2 separate regions of the Rattus norvegicus genome follow, and region 2 is linked to region 1. The links are chromatin contacts, called in public Hi-C maps. All regions are on one chromosome and are shown on one strand. The core of a region is the stretch at or near the end of the contact, and the rest is flanking DNA. Distances in the headings are between cores, read along the strand shown.

Region 1 (6,530 bases), core at 1,513-4,012:
TGAGTAAATCGGCCATGGGGCAATAGGGTCTTTAGGATCACAAGCTCCAGAAAGATCACTGGAGTCACAAGGGGATCAGAAATGGAGTCTCCGGTGCCTCCGAGGAGGACTATTCAGACATGAAGAACCTGTAAGTCAGGAAAAAAAAATCTATAGTGCTGAGGTCACATAGGTTTAGAAGGCATATCCTTGTGTGGTCACAGGGCTTCAGAGATAAAGCAGTGCTGGAAAGTTATGGAGAGGACAGAGCTTGGTTTGGGGAGAGGAGGTCTTTGTAGGTCAAGGGACTGGACAAGAGTAGTGTCATTAAGATTATTAAAGACAAAGTGGAACACTGAGGCCAGAGAAATGGGAGCACTAGAGGCCACCATGTGGAGGATCAATCTATTGACTGGAGTTACAGGGATCAGATAGAACCAGTGGGTGAATACTAGGAGCTAAGAGGTTGCAGAATCTAAGAGGACTACATGGAGAACAGGGGGTTGTAGGAACTTGAGAGCCATTAGTGGTACTTGAAAGAGGAATGGGGTGCAGAGCATGAACAATGGGGAAAGTAGAAGTCAGAGTTGGGAGTCAAGGAGAGGCAGGGAGAGCCAAAGAGAAAGATGATAAAGAGAAAAGGGAGATTTGGTTCCAAGAATGGGTGTATCAGACCCCAGAAGGTTCTGAAGTCAAGAGGAACAGAGTTTAGAAAAGGCTCTGAATCTCCAGTAGGGACATCCAAGAAGGGTAGGATGATACAGGAGCTGAGGGTAAGGAATGAGGCTATTCAGAGCACCATGCAGAGGGAAGAGGTACCCAGAGCAGAGGGGGCGGGATCTTTGGAGACCCACTGCATGTCCTAAACCCTTGTGGGGGGCATTTTTCCTGCCCACTCTGCAAATGTACAAGAAAGACGAACTGATCCTATATTCCACATCCTATATTCCCAACTATTCTAACACACTTCTGGCAAACCATGCCAGTCTCCCTGCCCAAACTGGTTCTGATATGTATAATCTTCTTGAAGGCCTTCTTTGGGTCCCTATTCATAGAAGACACTCTTCACTGTGAAGTTCTATAACTTTCTGAAGAATCCACTGGGCCTTTATTCACTTTAAGCTGACACTAGCCCACAGGTTTCCTTTGTGAAAATGGGAAAAAGGTATACTTTTCTCTAGAGAAGGTAGCCTTGGGCCAAGATAGTTGTCAAATGGACCCACACACACCTGTTCAACTGAACTGCAGTTACTACTCACCCACCCCACCCCACTGAACTATGTAATCCTTTTTGGCTTTGAGCTTCCGTTCCCTTGCTTTGGCTTCCTGAATGCTGGGATTACAGGCATACCACGCCCTCCCCCATACAACCCTTGACAACAACCATCCTTATGGGAATCTGCCTTGTAGGCGATCTCCATGTGTATGACTACCATCCAGCCCACTCTAATATGTATCACAAGTGTGAATATTCCAGGTCCCACCCCCACCATACAATATGCCCTGTTGTAAGGGACCATGTTTAATCACCATTCTTTTTAGTGTCTGCTTATCCTAGTGATCCAAACATATCCTCACCACGATAGCCATCATTCTATGAGTACCTACTAATTCTTGTCTGTATGAGACGAATGTTGTTGTCTTTGGCCAGGTGAAAAAGCTGAGACCCAGGTTAACATGCCCATTAGATCACAGTGACTAACATAGAGCCGGGTTCAAACTCAAAGAGCCTAATTCAGAACCTGTTCTCTGTAGAACCTAGAGTCAACGATCTACAAATATGTTTGAGATCAGCAAGAGAAAGAGATAGCCATGGGGGTCGGATGGGCTGAAAATGATTTTGGAGACACCAGAAAAAGGAACCTTAGGGAAAGAGTGGAGGGCCACAGGTGAGGGATGAGGGGGATCTCACCAAAGAAGCAGTAGACGACTCCAAACAAGCAGCACATGATGCAGACGAGGGCAGGCAGTGCCTGATACCTGCGCTCCAGAGGCTGTTGACAAGGTGCACCCCAGAAGGTATCATCCGGCTCCGGGGGCAGCAGCTGAAACCGCAGAGTTTCCATAGTACCCGGCATAGTGCTGGGAATGAAGGAGGGTCACCCTCCCAGGACAACCTGACGGGGAGGAAATCGGGGTCAAGAGTCAGTCGTGGGTCTCCACCAGAATAACAGTGCGAGTGGGGGAATTCAGCAAGGGCACAGTGGACAAAGGAATGGTGCCCACATCAGGCAGCTCTAGAAGCGTCTCTAGAACAGGGAGCAAAGACAAAGGGAAACAAGTGCCTGGCTAGAGGCGGCTGGGATGGACTTAAAAGAGGGACTAGATGGGGCTAGACGAGGAGAGGGAGGGTGCTGCTGGCAAAAAGAGGCAGCCTGAACACCATCTGTGGGAGGCTTAATTTGGAAATGTCCAAGATCTACCTGGGCTGGAGGTGACCCGAGCTTCCGAGCAAAGGAGGGTGTGCAGGGCCGGAGGATCGGAGGTTGTTGGACGCCAGAGGCTCCGACTAACTGGGGTCCGGGCAAAGTCCTCCGTGCGAAGGGGGTTGCTGGGCCGGAGAGACGGGTCTCTGTGCGACGGCGTCGTCGCCCCACCTCCAACACCCGCTGGCACTGCAGCCCCACAGTCCGGTGACTCGGGCCCGGCCCGGGGAAGAGAAAGGAGCAGGAGCTCGGGCTGTCCCGGAGCGCGGCCCCATGCCCTGAGCCCGCCGGCGGCCTTTGGTGCTGATGGACAGCTCCGGCCTCTGCTCCTGACGTCACTCAGGGTGCACCATCCTGGCAGGGGCGGGCTGCTTTGACGTCATCCGGGACGCACCAACCACGCAGGGGGAGACAGGAGACTCCGCCCCCCGCGTCTGCCTCTCCGGCGCTGAGGAGGGGGCACTTCCGGGGGTCCTTCCCCTTTAACCTCCTCCCCTCTTCCCTTTCTGGTAGCTGACGGCTGAGACCCCACCTTGGGGGCGGGGCCCTCTCGGTGACACGTCGGACAGCAGCTGCCTGGGAGGCCCCGGCGCGCAGTGCTGCTCTAAGGGCTACAGACCTACCCGGGGGTTCCGGGCTTGAGCTACTATCTCTGCTCCGCGGGGAGGGAGCGGGCCCGCCTGCTGGGCTCGGGCCCTCCGGATCCGCCCCCTCCCCGGTCCCGCCCCCTCGGAGCCGCCTGGGGCTGCGCGGGGGCCCGGGACCCGCTGTCGGGACGCCATGCGGGCGTCGCTGCTGCTGTCCGTGCTGCGGCCTGCGGGGCCGGTGGCCGTGGGCATCTCTCTGGGCTTCACCCTGAGCTTACTCAGCGTCACCTGGGTGGAGGAGCCTTGCGGACCCGGACCACCCCAACCCGGCGACTCTGAACTACCGCCGCGCGGCAACACCAACGCGGCGCGCCGGCCCAACTCGGTGCAGCCCGGAGCGGAGCGCGAGAGGCCCGGGGCCGACGAAAGCTGGGAGCCTCGTGTCTTGCCCTACCATCCCGCCCAGCCAGGCCAGGCTACCAAGAAGGCCGTCAGGTACTCATCCGCTCCGTCCGCCCTAACCCCTCAGGCACCAGCCAGGATGCGCGCGCTAAGGAGGCCGCCAGAGGCCGGGTCAGGCTCCGGAAGGAAGGGGCCGGCCGGCCAGGAAGTCCTTGGGCCTCGATTACTTCCTATGACCCTGCTTTGCAGGGAGACCGAGGGCCAATTTGAAGCTTTTTCTGGATCCCGTCCGGGTCTGAGCTGAGCTAAACCGACTCCATCCAATAGTACTCCAAAGACCCTCTTACCCCCCCCCCCACTGGTCTGTTTAGGATTAGAGAAATTAGTGTTAAGGAGGATACGTGTATAAAAAGGGGGAAAGAAAAAGGAGGGAACTGGAATTTACCTGTATTTCATTCCTAGATGGGTTTGAAGGGCCACCTTGGGATGAGATGGGAGAGGGAGGAATGTACTCATCACATTGATGTCTCTGCCCACGAATTGAAGTAATTTCTTCTAAGTAACAGTGAATTCCAGTTGTACAACTTACCTTCTACCTTAGGAAGGTGAGTCACTGTCTTAGTTTGCCCCTCTCCAAAAGACATTCTCTGCACCACTATGCCATATGCTTCTACACCTCATTTGTAGGTCATATTTGGGGGCGGGGATGATGGCCTATTCATGCAGCAGGAAGTTTATGCACTGTGTGCCAAGCATTTTACTGTTTAAATGCAATCAGTCCCATTTTACAGATGGCACAAGTTAAGTAATAGGCTCAGGGACACAACTACTAGGTTGCAAAATCTGGAATTCTCTCTAATGTAGCTCTCTTACCTGCATCTGCATTGGAATTGCTATCTCCTAAATGCAATACCGTCTGTGAGACCAATATTTCACTTAAATCATGTCTCGTGGGAGAGAAGTTATTCTTATCCTCTTCGTGGGTGCAAAACAGGTCCAGAGAAGAAATAACAAGCGAAGCTGTATGCTATCTTGTTCATAACTGTCTTTTCCCAGAACTCGGTATATCAGCACGGAACTGGGCATCAGGCAGAAGCTGCTAGTGGCAGTGCTGACCTCACAGGCCACGTTGCCTACACTGGGTGTGGCTGTAAACCGAACTCTGGGACACCGATTGGAGCATGTAGTGTTCCTGACCGGTGCGAGGGGCCGCCGGACACCATCAGGCATGGCGGTGGTGGCACTGGGCGAAGAGCGGCCCATCGGACACCTGCACCTGGCGCTGCGCCACCTGCTGGAGCAACACGGCGATGACTTTGACTGGTTTTTCCTAGTGCCTGATGCCACCTACACTGAGGCGCATGGACTGGACCGCCTAACTGGCCACCTCAGCCTTGCTTCAGCAACCCACCTCTATCTTGGCCGACCCCAGGACTTCATCGGTGGAGAGACTACCCCAGGCCGTTACTGCCACGGGGGCTTTGGAGTGTTGCTGTCTCGCACACTACTACAGCAACTGCGCCCCCACCTGGAAAGCTGCCGTAATGACATCGTCAGTGCTCGCCCAGATGAGTGGTTGGGCCGGTGCATCCTTGATGCCACAGGCATTGGCTGTACTGGTCACCATGAGGTAAGAAGATAAGCCTCCCGATAGTATCTCCTGTCAGAGCTTGCATACTTCCCCAGGAGAGATATGGGGTAATGGAGAGACAGGTCTAGGTTTTCTCTATTAATCTTTTTTTTTTTTTAATCTCAGCAGCTCTCGGTAAATTACTAGATCTGAGCTTCCATAGCTTCATGCATGCTAATGGAAACAATTATTAGGCAGGGCTGTATAGGGATTGGAGAAAGTAAGAGGTCCTTGCACATAATATATATTCAGTGTCAGCTATTTTAGTTAGCTCTGTGGACACCTCTGAGACAGCTTTCACAGAGGAACTCACAGAGACCTAACCAGTACAACATCAGCTGGTAAAATAGACTTCAAATCCACAGAACTCTGACTTCCAAGTCCATAAGTGATTATAGGATTAGAAGACGAGGCGCTAGCTAAGAGATGGAGGGAAGACAGCTCTGTCATTGCTCCCATTTTGAATGCTTCCCTTCCTCTCCCCAGGGAATGCACTACAACTATCTGGAACTGAGCCCTGGGGAACCTGTGCAGGAGGGGGACCCTCGTTTCCGCAGCGCCTTGACAGCCCACCCTGTGCATGACCCTGTGCACATGTACCAGCTGCACAAAGCTTTTGCCCGGGCTGAGCTGGACCGCACATACCAGGAGATTCAAGAACTGCAGGTACAGCTTGGGCTTGAGGGTAGGGGAGTCAAGGGATGAAGGGGAGCAGGTCCTGAGAGACCTTGGGAATAAAAAGTCAGTGATAAAGTTACAGAGCAGGCCCACAGCCAGGTCCTTGACCTTTGTGGAACCACCAGGAAGCTCCCTTTTTAACTTTTAAACTGTCTCGACCTGTGGAGAAACTGTTGTGGGGCCCTTGGGTTTACAGGGCAGAGGTTTGAGGTAAACTGCAGGTCCTCTCTAAGTATCACTGACTGCTCACAAAGCCTCCAGATGTATACTGACTATGTGATCCCCTGCCTTGCTCATGGCCTTTTTTTCCGGCCCAGTGGGAGATCCAGAATACCAGCAGACTGGCTGCTGATGGGGAGAGGGCTTCTACCTGGCCAGTGGGCATTCCAGCGCCGTCTCGCCCTGCCTCGCGCTTTGAGGTTCTGCGCTGGGACTACTTCACGGAACAGCACACTTTCTCCTGTGCTGACGGCTCACCCCGCTGCCTGCTGCGTGGGGCCGACCAGGCCGATGTGGCTGATGTCCTAGGAACAGCCTTAGAGGAGCTCAACCGCCGTTACCAGCCAGCACTGCGGCTCCAGAAGCAACAGCTGGTGAATGGCTACCGGCGTTTTGATCCAGCCCGAGGTATGGAGTACACACTAGACTTGCAGCTGGAAGCGCTGACGCCCCAGGGTGGCCGCTGGCCCCTCACCCACAGGGTACAGCTCCTTCGGCCCTTGAGCCGAGTGGAGATCTTGCCTGTGCCCTATGTCACCGAGGCTTCTCGGGTCACTGTGCTGCTGCCTCTGGCTGCAGCAGAGTGTGACCTGGCATCTGGCTTCCTAG
Region 2 (7,360 bases), core at 4,808-7,307, 130 kb before region 1:
TTCCAGGACAGGTTCCTGGTTCTCCAAAGGAGTTAGACTTTCTGTGGCTGAACTTGTCCCTCCTCGCTCCAGTAACTCTGCCTGGCCTCCATCGGACTACCGCTCATACAGAGACCAACACCCTCTACCTCTTCTGCCCCCTGCCCCTGTCACAGCGAGTGGCCCTCCTGTCTGAGGTCTTCCTGTCTGAGGTAGAGCATCATTGTGGGGACAGGGAGCAGACAGACAGGGCATTTACTGACACAGTTTGTGATTAAACCCAAGAACACACCAAGGCACACTCTAGGGAAGACAGAGCCAGGCAGCTGGTGATCAGATGTCCTGGGAGCCTCTAGACTGTTGTCCTTACTCCTAATTAATAACAAGTCATTTTCAAAGAACCTCAGCCCGATAGGAAAGCTGGAAACATACTATCAGGGAACTGCCCCAGACCCTGCACCCACATTCCCCTCTCTTCTTCACCCTATTCACCTGAATTCACTTAATTCATCATCAACACTTTGCCACATTTGCTTTGTCCTTATGTATGTATTTACAAATGTACAAATTTAATATACAATTTAATAATTTATATAATTAATGTATATAATTGAATAACCTCCTCTCCCTTATTTTTTTCTGAACCATCTGAGTTACGATGCTATCTAAATTCTCTGGGATCATATGCCTGATGGAAACAACTCAAGAGAGAAGAGATTTGTTTGGGCTCCTGGTTCAGAGAGCTCAGTCCATCAAAGCAGGGAAGGTGTGCTAGCTGAGACTTGTTCAGATCCCTAGGAAGCAGGGAATCCTTTCTCCTTTCTCCACCTTTATCCTGCCCAGGCCCCAGCCAACAGGATGATGCCACCCTCTGAAGGTGGGTCTTCCCTGCTTGGTTAACCCTCTCTGGAAATAACCTCACAAACACACACACTGCTGTGCCCTGCCAGCCCTCTAGGCAGCTCTATATGCAGACAAGTTGACAGAGAAGCTAGACAACACTGATGCACATCATGGCTTGTCCCTGACCTGCCAGGAACTCTGTCATTGATGTAACAGTGTCATGACCACCCATACTTAGACTGTTCTAGTTCGGGTCACTATGGTTGTGGTGAAACACCACGACCAAAAGCAAGTTGGGGAGGAGAGCGTTTATTTAGCTTACACTTCCACATCGTAGTCCACCACTGAGGAAAGATAGGACAGGAACCGAAGCAGGACAGTCACCTAGAGGCAGGAGATGATGCAGAGATCATGAGGGTGCTGTTTGCTGGTTTGCTTTCCTTAGCTTGCTCAACCTGCTTTGTTTTAAAACATAGGACCACCAGCCCAAGGGTGTTCCCATCCACAATGGGCTGGGGCCTCTTCCATTGATCACCAATTAAGAAAATGTCATACAGGTTTGCCGACAGCCTCATCTTATGAAGCCATTTTCTCAAAAGAGATTCCCTCCACTCTGGTGACTCTAGCTTGTGTCAAGTTGGCATAAAACTAGCCAAGACATAGACCTTACGTGTGTGTGTGTGTGTGTGTGTGTGTGTGTGTGTGTGTGTGTGTGTGTGTGTGTGTAAACATCTCTTAAATTCACTAGTGCAAGTTGGGGAGGGATACAAAAATCAACCAAAACTATGTATAAAAATGCCATAAGAAAGCCCATTATTTTATATGCTAATTTAATTATTTTCTTCTAATTATCAATAAAGGCCTATGGAGATGGCTACACAAACACAGGTACCTGAGTTCAAATCCCAGAACCCACATAAAAAAATACTGGGCATGACTGACCATGCACCTGTAATCCAAGAGCTGAGGGCCAGAAACAAAGGCTCGCTCCTAGTTCACTGCGAGACCTTGTGTCAAGGGGATAAAGTAGACAGTGATTGAGCAAGACACCCATTGTTCTCCACAGGAACACACACAGGCACACACACACGTGTGTACACCACACATACAAAAATAAATATATACATAAACTTATAAATAACCAAGCAGAGAAAACTGGAGGCAGGTCCAGTCTTGTCAATGGGGCAGAGTTTTGTCTCAGAAATTCTCCACAGGTAAATTTTAAAATTCAATTTAAAAGAAAAAAGAAAAAGAACTAAAACTGAGAAAGTCTCAAGTAAAAGACAACGTGTAGGCTTCCTCTAACCAGAAGCCAGGCTACTAAGTGTGATGCCAGGTTCAGCAGCCCCCCCCCCCTAAAAAAAAAAAAAAGAAAAGAAAAGAAAAAAGAAAAACAAGTCTCATTGGGCTCAAAAAATAAAATAAAAAATAAATTTAAAAAACCTTGAAATCTAATCCTAATGCATTCCATCTCACACTGGCTCATCCCCAAATAGAAGTTCCATTTCCTCAGACTGACCAATGAGCACAACGAAAACAGTTACTAAGGGCAGGGACAAGGACTGGTCTGGGACAAAAACAACCAGGGACGCTGGGTAAATTAAGCGACCCATGGGAGACACTTCACACTCGGAAAAGCAATTTAAAGTATTTATGACGGCTGATGGACCCTAAATTAGTCATAACTTCTTCAAGACAAGATCTCAAAACCGTCAGGGAGGATACCGATGAGGGCTGCTTGGGACTGACTGCTGGAGGTCAGGGAAGCAAATGACGCGTTATTAGTCTGAATTAAGAGGCCATCGCCACAGTGATGGCTGGTGTGTAATACGAATGCACACTCCTGACCTTGACTGCTGTCCCTGTCTGTGCACTTCATCTTGGAAGGAAATAGGAGAAGCCACAAGAGAGCCATAGGGTGATTAGCATGTCAATGAGGGCTCAGAACCTCCAACATAGAGGTTTAATTATTCAAGTGCCTACTTAGGAAACCGAAAGGGGCATGTGCGGAAGAGGACTTGGGATGAAAGGGATCGGGAGGTGACTGGGCAAGGGCTCCAAAGACTCTAAATTAGATTTTGATAAAATAGACAAGAAGAGGGGTTGGGGATTTAGCTCAGTGGTAGAGCGCTTGCCTAGCAAGCGCAAGGCCCTGGGTTCGGTCCCCAGCTCCAAAAAAAAAAAAAAAAAAATAGACAAGAAGATGTTTGGAAAGAGCATTTTCGATAGAACAACAAACATCTTTTTGGGAAACAGAGGGCCAGCAGGGCCAAACAGTTCCAAAAACCTAAACAAGAGTTTGCCAGCTTGGAATTAATAGCAAAATTTAACCCCTCGTGAACTGTGTGTTAGATAGAAAACTGAGTCCTTATTCCAGCTGTTCGCGGTTGTTAGGACAATTACAATCGGGACTTGGGAGATGGCTCAACAGGTAAAGGCCCTCCCTGGATGTGAAAACCCAGTGGCCAGAATTCAATGTCAAGAGTCCACCACTGAAAAGGCTGACTGTCGGTGGCTACTACCTGCATTGTCTGCTTCAAGATGGGAGGCAGAGACAAGAGAACCACACAGAAGTTCTCGGGCCAACTCGTCTGCACTACACAGCTGTAGAATCCCACCTCAACGAGGTGAATGGTGAGAACTGACTGACCAGCGCTGTCCTCTGGCTCCCCATGCACACAGTGGTGCACACATACACATGCACAATAAACAACTAAATAAGTGAGGAAATTTTTTAAAGAAAGAAAAATTTTTATTCCCCCTCATCTCTCCCACCCACCTGAAGAAGTAACCCCAAAATCATTTTGGAGACAAAACAGGGATCAGGGAGGGGAGGTGGTGTTAGCCACATAGAGGTTTGGGAGTGGCCCAACCATTGAGCTGTTCAAAATATAATATGTAATAAAACATAAGGCTGTGTGTGTCTTTCATTCAGGAATCCAGAACATCCGGATGGGTAAGGAGGAACACGCTGCCCCTGCCAGGTGATTTGAATAAAGATGGAGCCCTCTTTAACCCTTCTGACCTTTCTTATCGGCCTACAATCCTTACAAACTACCCTGTAACCCATTTACTAAAAGAAAAAGAAAAAATGTGCAGAGACCTTTGGGGCAGCGTAATTCGGAAGCCAACGCAATCTCTCAGGTGCGTTTCCTTAAGACAAAGGCATAGCTCTCTCTGGAGAAACACTGCCTACACTCGGGTGCACGCTGGCTTGCACGCTGTCCTCTACCTAAGGGCCCCATATGTTCACACTGAAACCTATTTTTAAATCTTTCTGTAACAAACTCCAACTTGACTTGGCAAGATGATTCAGTGGGCAAAGGTATTTGTCAGCCAAACTTGAAAACCTGAGTTCAGTCCCAGAACCCATAGTGGAGAGAGGTCCAACTCACAAAAACTGTCTTTGGACACACACACACACACACACACACACACACACACACACACACACCATTAAATAAATAAATGTCATTAAAAGTTTTTAAACAAAAAATTTCCAATTCCTCTTTTGCTGAAGTCAAGAATCCTAGTACCTTCTTCTGAGTAGAATTTGGCATGATAATGCCCACACCTTTAATCCCAGGACTCAAGAGGCAGAGGCAGGTGGATCTCTGTGAGTTTGAAACCAGCCTAGTCTAGCGAGTTCCAGGACAGTCAGGGGTACGTAGAGAAACTCTGTCTCAAAACAGAAAGAAAAAAGGGGGGACAAAAAGAGAGAAAGAAAGAGAGAGAGAGAGAGAGAGAGAGAGAGAGAGAGAGAGAGAGAGGAAGGAAGGAAGAAAGGAAGGAAGGAAGGAAGGAAGGAAGGAAGGAAGGGAGGGAGAGAAAAGAAAGAAAAGAGAAGAATGAGTTCTCTAGAAGTCACGCCTCAGGCTGCAGTCCACAGTGTGCGGCTGTACCCAGCCCCTGCAGCGCCTCACATGAAATACTCTGGGTACCAGGACACACACCAGTTTTCTACAAAGTTCTTTGGGAAGAAACATAAGCTGCATGGGAAGCATTGCAGACGTGCAGTACATTCTTATTGTCAACTACCAAAACACCTTTTAATTAAAAATTGTTTGTTATTAAAATACTTCATTTTTGGGCTAGAGAGATGGCTCAGCGGTTAAGAGCACTGACTGCTCTTCCAGAGGTCCTGAGTTCAAATCCCAGCAACCACATGGTGGCTCACAACCATCTGTAATGAGATCTGATGCCCTCTTCTGGTGTGTCTGAAGACAGCGACAGTGTACTCATATATAACACATAGATAAATCCTTTCTTTTTAATTTAAAATACTTCATTTTTAATATACTGACAGCCCATCGTCCTGAAAAAAAGAATAAAACCACAGGGCTAGAAAGAAATATCTCAGCCTCTACAATATGGAGAGTGTTGTAAATGCATTTAAAAATAGGTCCTTCTCGGGGCTGGGGATTTAGCTGGGGTTGGGGATTTAGCTCAGTGGTAGAGCGCTTGCCTAGGAAGCGCAAGGCCCTGGGTTCGGTCCCCAGCTCCGAAAAAAAGAACCAAAAAAAAAAAATATGTACATGTGTCACATAGGGAATTATCCAAATCCTGTATTTATCAATGTGGTCTCTTCTATGGGTGTTTGTGAAGTTGGTATAAAACTTTTGTTTTCCTGAGAAGTGTGTTGGCACACTCTGCCACTAGAGGGTAGCATAACCCATTCTTTTACCTTTTTCAACCATCAATACCAATGTTACAGGAAAATTATATGTAGTAAGCAATTGCATATTTTAATGAATGTGTGTACAGTATTATTATACATAGCATTGCTGCATAGCATTATATAACAAATTAAATGTGTATAGGATAGAATTTAAAAGTCTATGTGTCATCTGAAACATAATTTGGGAGAGGGTGGGCAATGTATCCTATACACAGGTAAAGTAAATCTCACTGAAGCAAAAAATTAAATAAATAAAATTTCAGAGGTCCGTCCATTCCTATGAAAAAAATAAAATAAAATCAGAGACTTTAACTTAAAAGAACAGTGAGAATGTTCTTGCCTTGCCACCAGCGAACTCTGGGAGGCTTGGTCCCCTCAAAGATGCAGCAGCCACTGGCAGCCTCAGGAAGGAGGGGGCAGGAGTTGCAGCACAGCCAAGATGGCAGCCAAGGAATCGCAGCAAACGCCCTGGTTAAATCAGGAGCCAAGAGACCAAAAGAGACAGGAGAGACCCAGACACCCAATCAGCACCAGGGGGCCCTGGGACCAGAGGTTGAGCGCAGAGCCCTACAGGAAGTCAGGGTAAGTGTCGAAAACAGCAGCAAACATACGACAAATAGCTCAGTAGGTCACATGTGCGGAATCCCAAAAATGTGACTCTAAACCCATTTCCAAATTAAGACTAGGAGCGGCAGGGGGTGGTTAAAATTCTAGCCCGTGCACACACCCAGCGGTGACAACAAATAACCCTGAGTGTTTGGAGTCACCTAAGCCACAGAGCGTCTCACTCCTCTCCTCCCGTTTACTCACCTTATGTCACCCGGTGAGCTCCCTTCTCTCCCTACAAAATGAATTCTCCATGCCCCAGTATAAATGCCATCCCCCCCTCACCCCATCCCTGAGCACAGAAAACTTCCCCAGACCCCTCTCCTGCAGCACCTGGCTCTCCCCACGACACATCCCCATGAACATGGAGATTTTCCCTGTGTCCATGAGAATGGCATTGGGATGCAGGGACCTGGAAAAAAAAGAAAAAACAAATGAAAACAAACCAACCTTTGGCCACTTAGGTAAATAGGTGTTTCTTTTTTCTCCACAATAAGAAATCCCAAGGTAGGCTGTAACTGGAGGCCTAACAACAAAGGACATGGTGTCTTTTCAATGGTCTTTGTCTAAGGCTTGTTTGTACTGGGCAGTCCCCAGATAGCCTTAACTGACCCAGTCTCTCTTCTTTGCACATGTGATTCTCAAAATAACTGCAGAATGTGTTGGGGGTGTAATGTGGGGCAGGACACCTGACTGAAACAACCCAGACCCTTGTTCCCATCCCTCCTCAGGAATTTGATGTCTTTGGTTAGGGAGGAACGACCCTGGCAGTCTGGCCTTTCTTATTTTTCTGGAAGCCAGATACCCTTGGCTCTTTGCCCATTGAGCACCACAGGTCCCAGGAGTGTGAACCTGGGGCAGGATGGACTGTTGAAATCCCTAGTTATACTACAAGTGAGGGAATTCACAGCTCTCCCAAGCCTTTTGGAATGGCTGGCCATGGGCCCTATTGTCCCTTGTCCCCCAACCTATAAGTAGCGCATCCACTCCATGTTTCTTTTTGCATACATCATTCCTCTAATCTCCAATGTGGGCAGTTGGTCAAATGGCAGTTCAAGATGCCGTGAGCAGAAATATTTAGACTCCCAGCAGAAGCTTCCTTTGATCCTGCTTTGCGGCCTCATGGAGACAACATGGCTGCCACACCTGCAGGCATCATATTTTCTTTCCAGACGGTGGAAAGAAAAAGCAGAGCCACCTGCCTCTCCTCTTTTATCAGAGGAACAGAAGTTTTCCTAAAATCCATTAGCAGAA

What was found. A called contact is a pair of places that touch in the nucleus more often than the background predicts.
Region 2: a Hi-C map of the A7r5 cell line shows a contact between it and region 1, with 4 times the contacts expected there. The contact joins the enhancer-like site here to the promoter of Tmem198 in region 1. A contact is called at or near these places in 4 of 12 Hi-C or Micro-C datasets (the A7r5 cell line, the Rat2 cell line, Schwann cells and 1 more) and 1 of 1 datasets of contacts at active chromatin or transcription factors (oligodendrocytes).

Annotation. Positions count from the first base shown.
Region 1 is chr9:84,412,973-84,419,502 of GRCr8, reverse strand. It overlaps Tmem198 (transmembrane protein 198), which reads right to left and starts at 2,762. Exons shown (of 5, transcript XM_002730042.7): 1 at 2,403-2,762; 2 at 1,892-2,096. The coding sequence starts at 2,057. It overlaps Chpf (chondroitin polymerizing factor), which reads left to right and starts at 2,980. Exons shown (of 4, transcript NM_001005906.1): 1 at 2,980-3,487; 2 at 4,451-5,024; 3 at 5,511-5,690; 4 at 6,020-6,530. The coding sequence starts at 3,186. It also overlaps a transcript of Obsl1 not described here.
Region 2 is chr9:84,542,813-84,550,172 of GRCr8, reverse strand. No RefSeq gene overlaps it. Among named protein-coding and RNA genes, the nearest start is that of Slc4a3, 61 kb to the right of the region's middle. Within about 2 kb of position 6,057, at least 4 of the 93 cell types and tissues checked have an H3K27ac peak or open chromatin away from gene starts, as enhancers often do. A contact at or near this core is called in the A7r5 cell line, where this site is marked.